2 separate regions of the Gossypium hirsutum genome follow, and region 1 is linked to region 2. The links are chromatin contacts, called in public Hi-C maps. All regions are on one chromosome and are shown on one strand. Each heading gives the region's core, a stretch centred on a gene start, on an enhancer-like site or on the middle of the called end of the contact. The rest is flanking DNA. Distances are from core to core; before and after follow the strand shown. Region 1 holds the start of LOC121213665 (myosin-binding protein 2). Region 2 holds the start of LOC107922163 (phosphoglucomutase, cytoplasmic).

Region 1 (3,091 bases), core at 80-2,579, 260 kb before region 2:
CACAGTTAAGTCTCCTTCATCCACTGAAGATTGATCTTTCTCTATAACCACATCGTCTTCATCTCCATTAGCAGCCACTTGGTTGCAATCAAAACTAGAAACAAAATATGAAAACTCCTCTTTTTCCACTTCCCTTGGTTCAATACCTTCATCATCAGAAATGATGCCAACTCTCTTGTTTTCTTCAATCATCTGTTCATCTTTATGATCACCAGCCACAAAATCTGATCTGATTCCATCTGAAGCATTACCCTCATCTGCAATAATACCCTCAACTTTTTCTCCACCTTCAGTGATTAAATTTCCTTCCTGGGGATAATCCAAAACCTCCCAGGAAGGTTTAATCATGAAACAAGGAAGATTCCACTTTTTCTCCACCATGACACCACAACAAGAACACTTGAAATCCTCATCGCCGTTTTCCATCACTTCATCATCACCATTCTCCGACGGCGACGAGGACAAGCAATCCTCACACATATCTCGAGATTCAGAGAGTTTCCGATGATTTGAACAAAAACCCAATTTAGAAATCTCATTGGCATGATCATCACACACAAGATCTCTATATGATTTGTACTTTGATGGCTCAAAGATATGATCAAGCCTAGAACACCAAAGGCAGGGCCTTTTAAGACCAAAGTAATCAGCAAACTTGATGATCAGATAAGAAAACAGTGAATTCAAAAGGAGGAGAACGATCAGAATCCATTCTAGTAAGACGTAGACAAGAATAAGAGTGATCCTATTAGTGTTTTTATGCAACATGGTAGCAAATTTGTTGGCAGCCATTAATGATGCTCTGTGTTTTCTGCTATGTACAGAGAGGAGAAAAGGGACAAAACAGAAACAAAAAAAAAAAAAGAGAAGAAGTTGTTAGATAAGAAGAAGACGAAAGAGCTTAAGATAAAAAGAGTTATGGAGAATGAAAAAGAAGTGACATTGAAATGGTTTTTCAATAAGGGAGAGAAGAATCGGAAAGTCTAAAGAAATGGGTATTATATTTTTTCAGACTTGGAAATCATAAAAGGCGGTTTTGAATAGGAAAGTGACAGCCAAAGAAGACTGAAACCCTGAGGAAAATCAACCCATAGAAATCATTTTCCACAAAAACAAAAATAAAAACTAAAAAACATTGAAAAAGGTTTGAGTCAGAGTAAATAAAGGAATTTATTTTCCTTGGTTGTTTTTTTGACAGAATTAAGCAACTATTGGGATCTTAAACAACTAAACTGATATTTGTTTTAAGTGATAAATTTTCATTTAGCTTAAGCTTAAGGTTGATGCCAATGGATTAATGGAAGGGGTAGAGGTAGCCAGCTATGGCAGCCCCCACCCTTACAGTCCCTCCAGTCTGGTGTTGTTTTGTTTGGGACAAAGAAAATGGGAGGCCCCACCAACCTTACCAATGGGTTGGTGGAGACCACTCTCAAAGTTAAAAGTGGGCTCCATTTAGGACAGGTTGCTGCTGCTTCATGTTCTTCCTGCTCCTTTTAACTCTGTTTTTCGTGGACACTATTTATCCTTTTTATCTCTGCCATACTATTCCTTTGTGTGAGAAAAGAAATGGACTCTTGAATTTCAGTTTCTAGCTTTGGATTCCTTAAACTTGCTCTTCTTTTCTTTTATTTTCTTTTCTTTTTTTCTTCAAAATTTACAAGTATATTTACCTATACTGCTATATACTAGATATTTTATCAACTACAGATAGATGAATAATAAAAGTAAAATGCATAAAAATATTAAAATAAAGTTTTAATTAAATGGTAAATTAAAATTTTATTAATATATTTAGTATGTATAATTTTATTGGATTTCTTAAAAATAAAAACACTAAATTAGCTTACAACCTATAATGAAATTAAGTTATTTTGATTCTCAACCTATTATTGTTCACATTCTCAAATAGTTTAAGGATATAATAATATACCTATAATCTTATTACCATGTATTCTTAAATTATAGGCGTAAACTTAAATTTTGAATCAACTTACTATTTATTTTTATTATTTTGATCAATTTAATATTTTTATTTTCAAATAAAATTTTATTCTAACTAAAAAAAAACTCTAACCCTCAAAAAGAAAATCTCTTTTTGTTAACAGTAAATTTCATAAATTATTATAATTATAATTTATAATTTTTTTCAACATTATATATTTACTTATTAGCAAACAATTTGTAATAAAAATAAGAATTAGAATAATTTAACATAATCTTATGAAAATTGAGATTAAAATATAATAAAAAAAACTAAATTTATTTGTATAACAAAAAGAATTTAATAAAATATGCTTTTAAATAACCTTATATGTCTATAAAGAAATATTTGAATATTATTTTCCATCTAAATACATTAAAGAAAGTAGTGTAATATATTCAACATTTGATCCTATGTATAATTTCTTTTTTACGAATGCCAACTAAATTTTACAATATAATTTTGTTTACCTAAAGGTTATTGCACTTAAAAGAATAAGAGAAATATTATCCAAACTCTAACTGATCATTTAATTTAACGATTGAGGAATGTATTTTTATGTTAAGAAATATCGAAAAGAGAAATAGTAATAGTAATTATAGTAATAAAAATCATGTGATTTATTTGTAGATTATTTTATTCTCAATTTCAGTTACCGTAATACGAATTTTAGAAACTTCCAATATAGATAAGAAAATGATCTGGATTTCAATAAAATAATGAATTAAAAATAAATACATGTTTATTTACTAAGTTTGTTATAAATTAAGATAAATATTTAAATAAAATTATTGATATTTATTTACAAAATTTTCATATTTTTTATTTAATTTAATTATGCTGATTTGCTTTAATCAAGCTTTAATATCTAAATTATGCCCCCACTGGCTTTTTAGGTCCTAAAATCCCAACCCCAAGTTAAAAATTAAATTAACCATTAAATATGATTTTTGTTCCCTCTTCCTCTACTTTAATTTATATCATCAACCTTACATAATTTCCAGGCTATATAGGATTCCAGCTCAAAGGAAATTAATCTTACAATAAAGTACACTCAAACAAAATCTCCTTTTTTTTTTTAATAATCTTATAAAATTTAAGGGTTTTTTT
Region 2 (2,952 bases), core at 391-2,890:
ACCCAAGAAAAAATCATAAGCCCAGCCCAGCCCAGCCCGGCCCATTTTTTAATAAATACCAAAAATTTTAAAAAAGTATTTTAAAAATATTTTAAAATTAAAAAAATAAAAAAAAGTAGAAAGAAGCAATGTAAGTCATTCAGTGGAAACGAATATAGACTGCAATTTGCATTTTGTAGCACCAGACGAAATAAAAATCACTAAAATTAATATTCTTAAAATTTTGAAATTATCCCTAATACACAACCAATATAACCAAACTTTTAAATACAGAAAAGATCACAGTCCATCATAGCATCAACTTTTAGCGAGATCAGCAAGGAATATGTATACACGATAAAAGAGATATTCATTCCTTTTATCTTTGAAACCCTTCTCTTCAACTAAATAACAATACTAGATAAGTTGTTCTTTAAGTATAACAAATGAATTCCATATATTGCAAAAAACTGTTACATTTATTGCAAAAATTTTTGAACTCAAACAAAGCAAGAGAAATACAAAAATAAATAACTGGTTTGCCAATTAAAGTGAAAAAATAAAAGAAAATCAAATACTACACCTCGTTTAATTTTTCTAACGTGGTTAGAGCATTTGTTTCCTGCTTAGGTTTCCTGAACAGTCGATTAAACATGATGAACTCTTTGAGATCAAAATCCCCGATCACCTGTTCAACAACAATCACCAAAACGATAAGATCAGATCAAAACAAACATAATAAAACAATCAATAAATCACTCATAACAGGAAATTGAAACAAAAGAATCAATAAAAAGTAAAGAATATTACAAAAAAGGGGGAAATGTTCTAACCTGTAAAACTTGAGATTTTAGAGATTTGAGGGATTTACTATTGATTTACTAGTCACATCTAACTCTTAACGACAAACTGGGCATCTTTTATGTGATTCAAGCCAATGATCAATGCATTCTTGGTGGAAAACATGGCAACAAATAGTTAAAAATCGAAGCATGTCACCGTCACTAAACTCAGCAATAAAGAGCGGCCTTCTCTTAAGTACATGATTAAAATGTAAAGCTCGAAAATTTCAATTGAAATGAAAACTAAAGTGAAGAAGAATCGAAGCATGTTACCTTGAACTTGTTGATTTGAAGGGTTTGGGTCGGAAGTTGCAGAAGAATCGAACTGAAGAGAACAACAACGCCACCTAGTAAAATGATTAAATTTTGGTCAAATTCTGCTAGAGTTGTAGAGGTGGAGTCATGGAGGACCGAACACTGAAGGTGAGATGGTGGATCGGTGGAGGTGAGTTTTCGATTTGGGGGAAAAAAAGGGCGGAGGGAAGGGATTAGGGATTTGTATCTGAAGTCTAAACGGGGTCAGGAAAATAAGGAGGGGAAATGGGAAATGTAAAATGTAAATGTAATAATAAATTAAAAAATATATATTTAATATATTTTCGGGCCGAACCGGGCCAAAAAAATTTTGTCCGAGGTCCAGCCTGTTTTTTAAACGGGTTTTTTTTTCTACCCAAACCCATATTTTGGGCCTATATTTTTACCTAAATCCTCCTAAATTTTAGGTGGGCTATCGGGCTGAGCCGGGCCGGGCCGCCCGGCCCATGAGCAGCTCTATTGTGGAGTAAAAAAGTTTGAAGTAGATCTCCTTTATTCATCCCAAACAAGGGAGAATACGTGAGGTTTCAAATCGCCCCCTGTCTAATCTCATCCTGGCCTCAATCTTCACCGTTCGCGTTTCTTTCACTTCATATCAAAAAAGAAAAAGAAACAATATATTATTAAAAAGAAGGTAATACGGGTCACTTCCTCACTTTGCCAGCTTATTCTCAAAACTAACGCATTTCAATTTGATCTCCCCAACGAGTGAGCTCTCTCTCTCTCTCTTTTCATTTTTTTTAATATTTACATATTTATTTATCAAGAGTTAAGAGATTCGCATTGATTGAATTGTGTTGCATGGCAGTCGTAGAAAGCAAAGAAATGGTGTTCAAGGTTTCCAAAGTCTCGACGACGCCGATCGACGGCCAGAAGCCTGGAACTTCTGGCCTCCGTAAGAAGGTTCCTTTTGCTTCTTAATCGTCCTTCTTCATTTCCTTCTTCATTTCCTTTACTTTGATCGTTATACGATATCTCGATCTTCTGTTATATCACTCCAATTTAATTTTAGATCAATTTAATCCGTTTGATTGATGCCTGCTGCAAGGTCTTCTCGTTGAATTAGATGATCTCGTAAACTATATATTGAACTTCATTTTCATAGATTAAGATTTACTTCTATAACATGTAACCGAAGAGAGACATGGATATTATCATTTTCGGTGCTGATCTATTTGCTATTTGAAGTTTTAACTTAATTATGATCTATTTTCCTTTTCTTTTCTATTCTGGATCTGAATCAAGTTCATTCATTATTTAAATTTAGTTCTTTGTTTTTTTTTTTTTTTGAGGTAAAATTTTAATGCTTGATTCCATTTCAGCTCATAGTTTCTCATGAATCTAATAACTATATTTATATGGTTTCTGGTGGTTTGTTTTATATTTAGATCGTATTTCTATATTTAAATGATTATATAATTCCTAATTGTTGATGTTTTGGATGCCTGTTGCCCGTTATGGGTTTTAATTTTTAATACTCTGGAACTGATGCTAAAAAATTAATACTACTTAATAGTTCTTCAGGTCTTACTTATATTGTTTGACCAGTATTCTGTACAGTGTTCTTACGCATGATAGGTAATTAGATTAATAGTTTCCTTCATTGTCGAAGTCCATTTTTTACATGTTGCTAAAATCCGTGTCAAAGTTCAGGTTATTTGCAACTTGAGTGATATGGAACATAAACAGTTTTCTATATTTTCTTACAATATGCCTCTGCATATTGATTTACATGTTTTTCTTTTAATTGTATACTGTGGTGTTTTGACCTGTCCAGGTGAAAGTTTTCATTCAGCCTCATTATTTGCAAAATTTC

What was found. A called contact is a pair of places that touch in the nucleus more often than the background predicts.
Region 1: a Hi-C map of leaf shows a contact between it and region 2, with 4 times the contacts expected there. The contact joins the promoter of LOC121213665 here to the promoter of LOC107922163 in region 2. A contact is called at or near these places in 7 of 34 Hi-C or Micro-C datasets (callus, hypocotyl and leaf).

The regions. Positions count from the first base shown.
Region 1 is chrD01:46,239,644-46,242,734 of Gossypium_hirsutum_v2.1, reverse strand. LOC121213665 (myosin-binding protein 2) reads right to left here and starts at 1,329. Exons shown (of 4, transcript XM_041086545.1): 1 at 1-1,329. The coding sequence starts at 792.
Region 2 is chrD01:45,976,464-45,979,415 of Gossypium_hirsutum_v2.1, reverse strand. LOC107922163 (phosphoglucomutase, cytoplasmic) reads left to right here and starts at 1,640. Exons shown (of 18, transcript XM_016852050.2): 1 at 1,640-1,844; 2 at 1,945-2,039; 3 at 2,914-2,952. The coding sequence starts at 1,962. LOC107922164 (a long non-coding RNA gene) reads right to left here and starts at 1,544. Exons shown (of 2, transcript XR_001691195.2): 1 at 813-1,544; 2 at 329-667.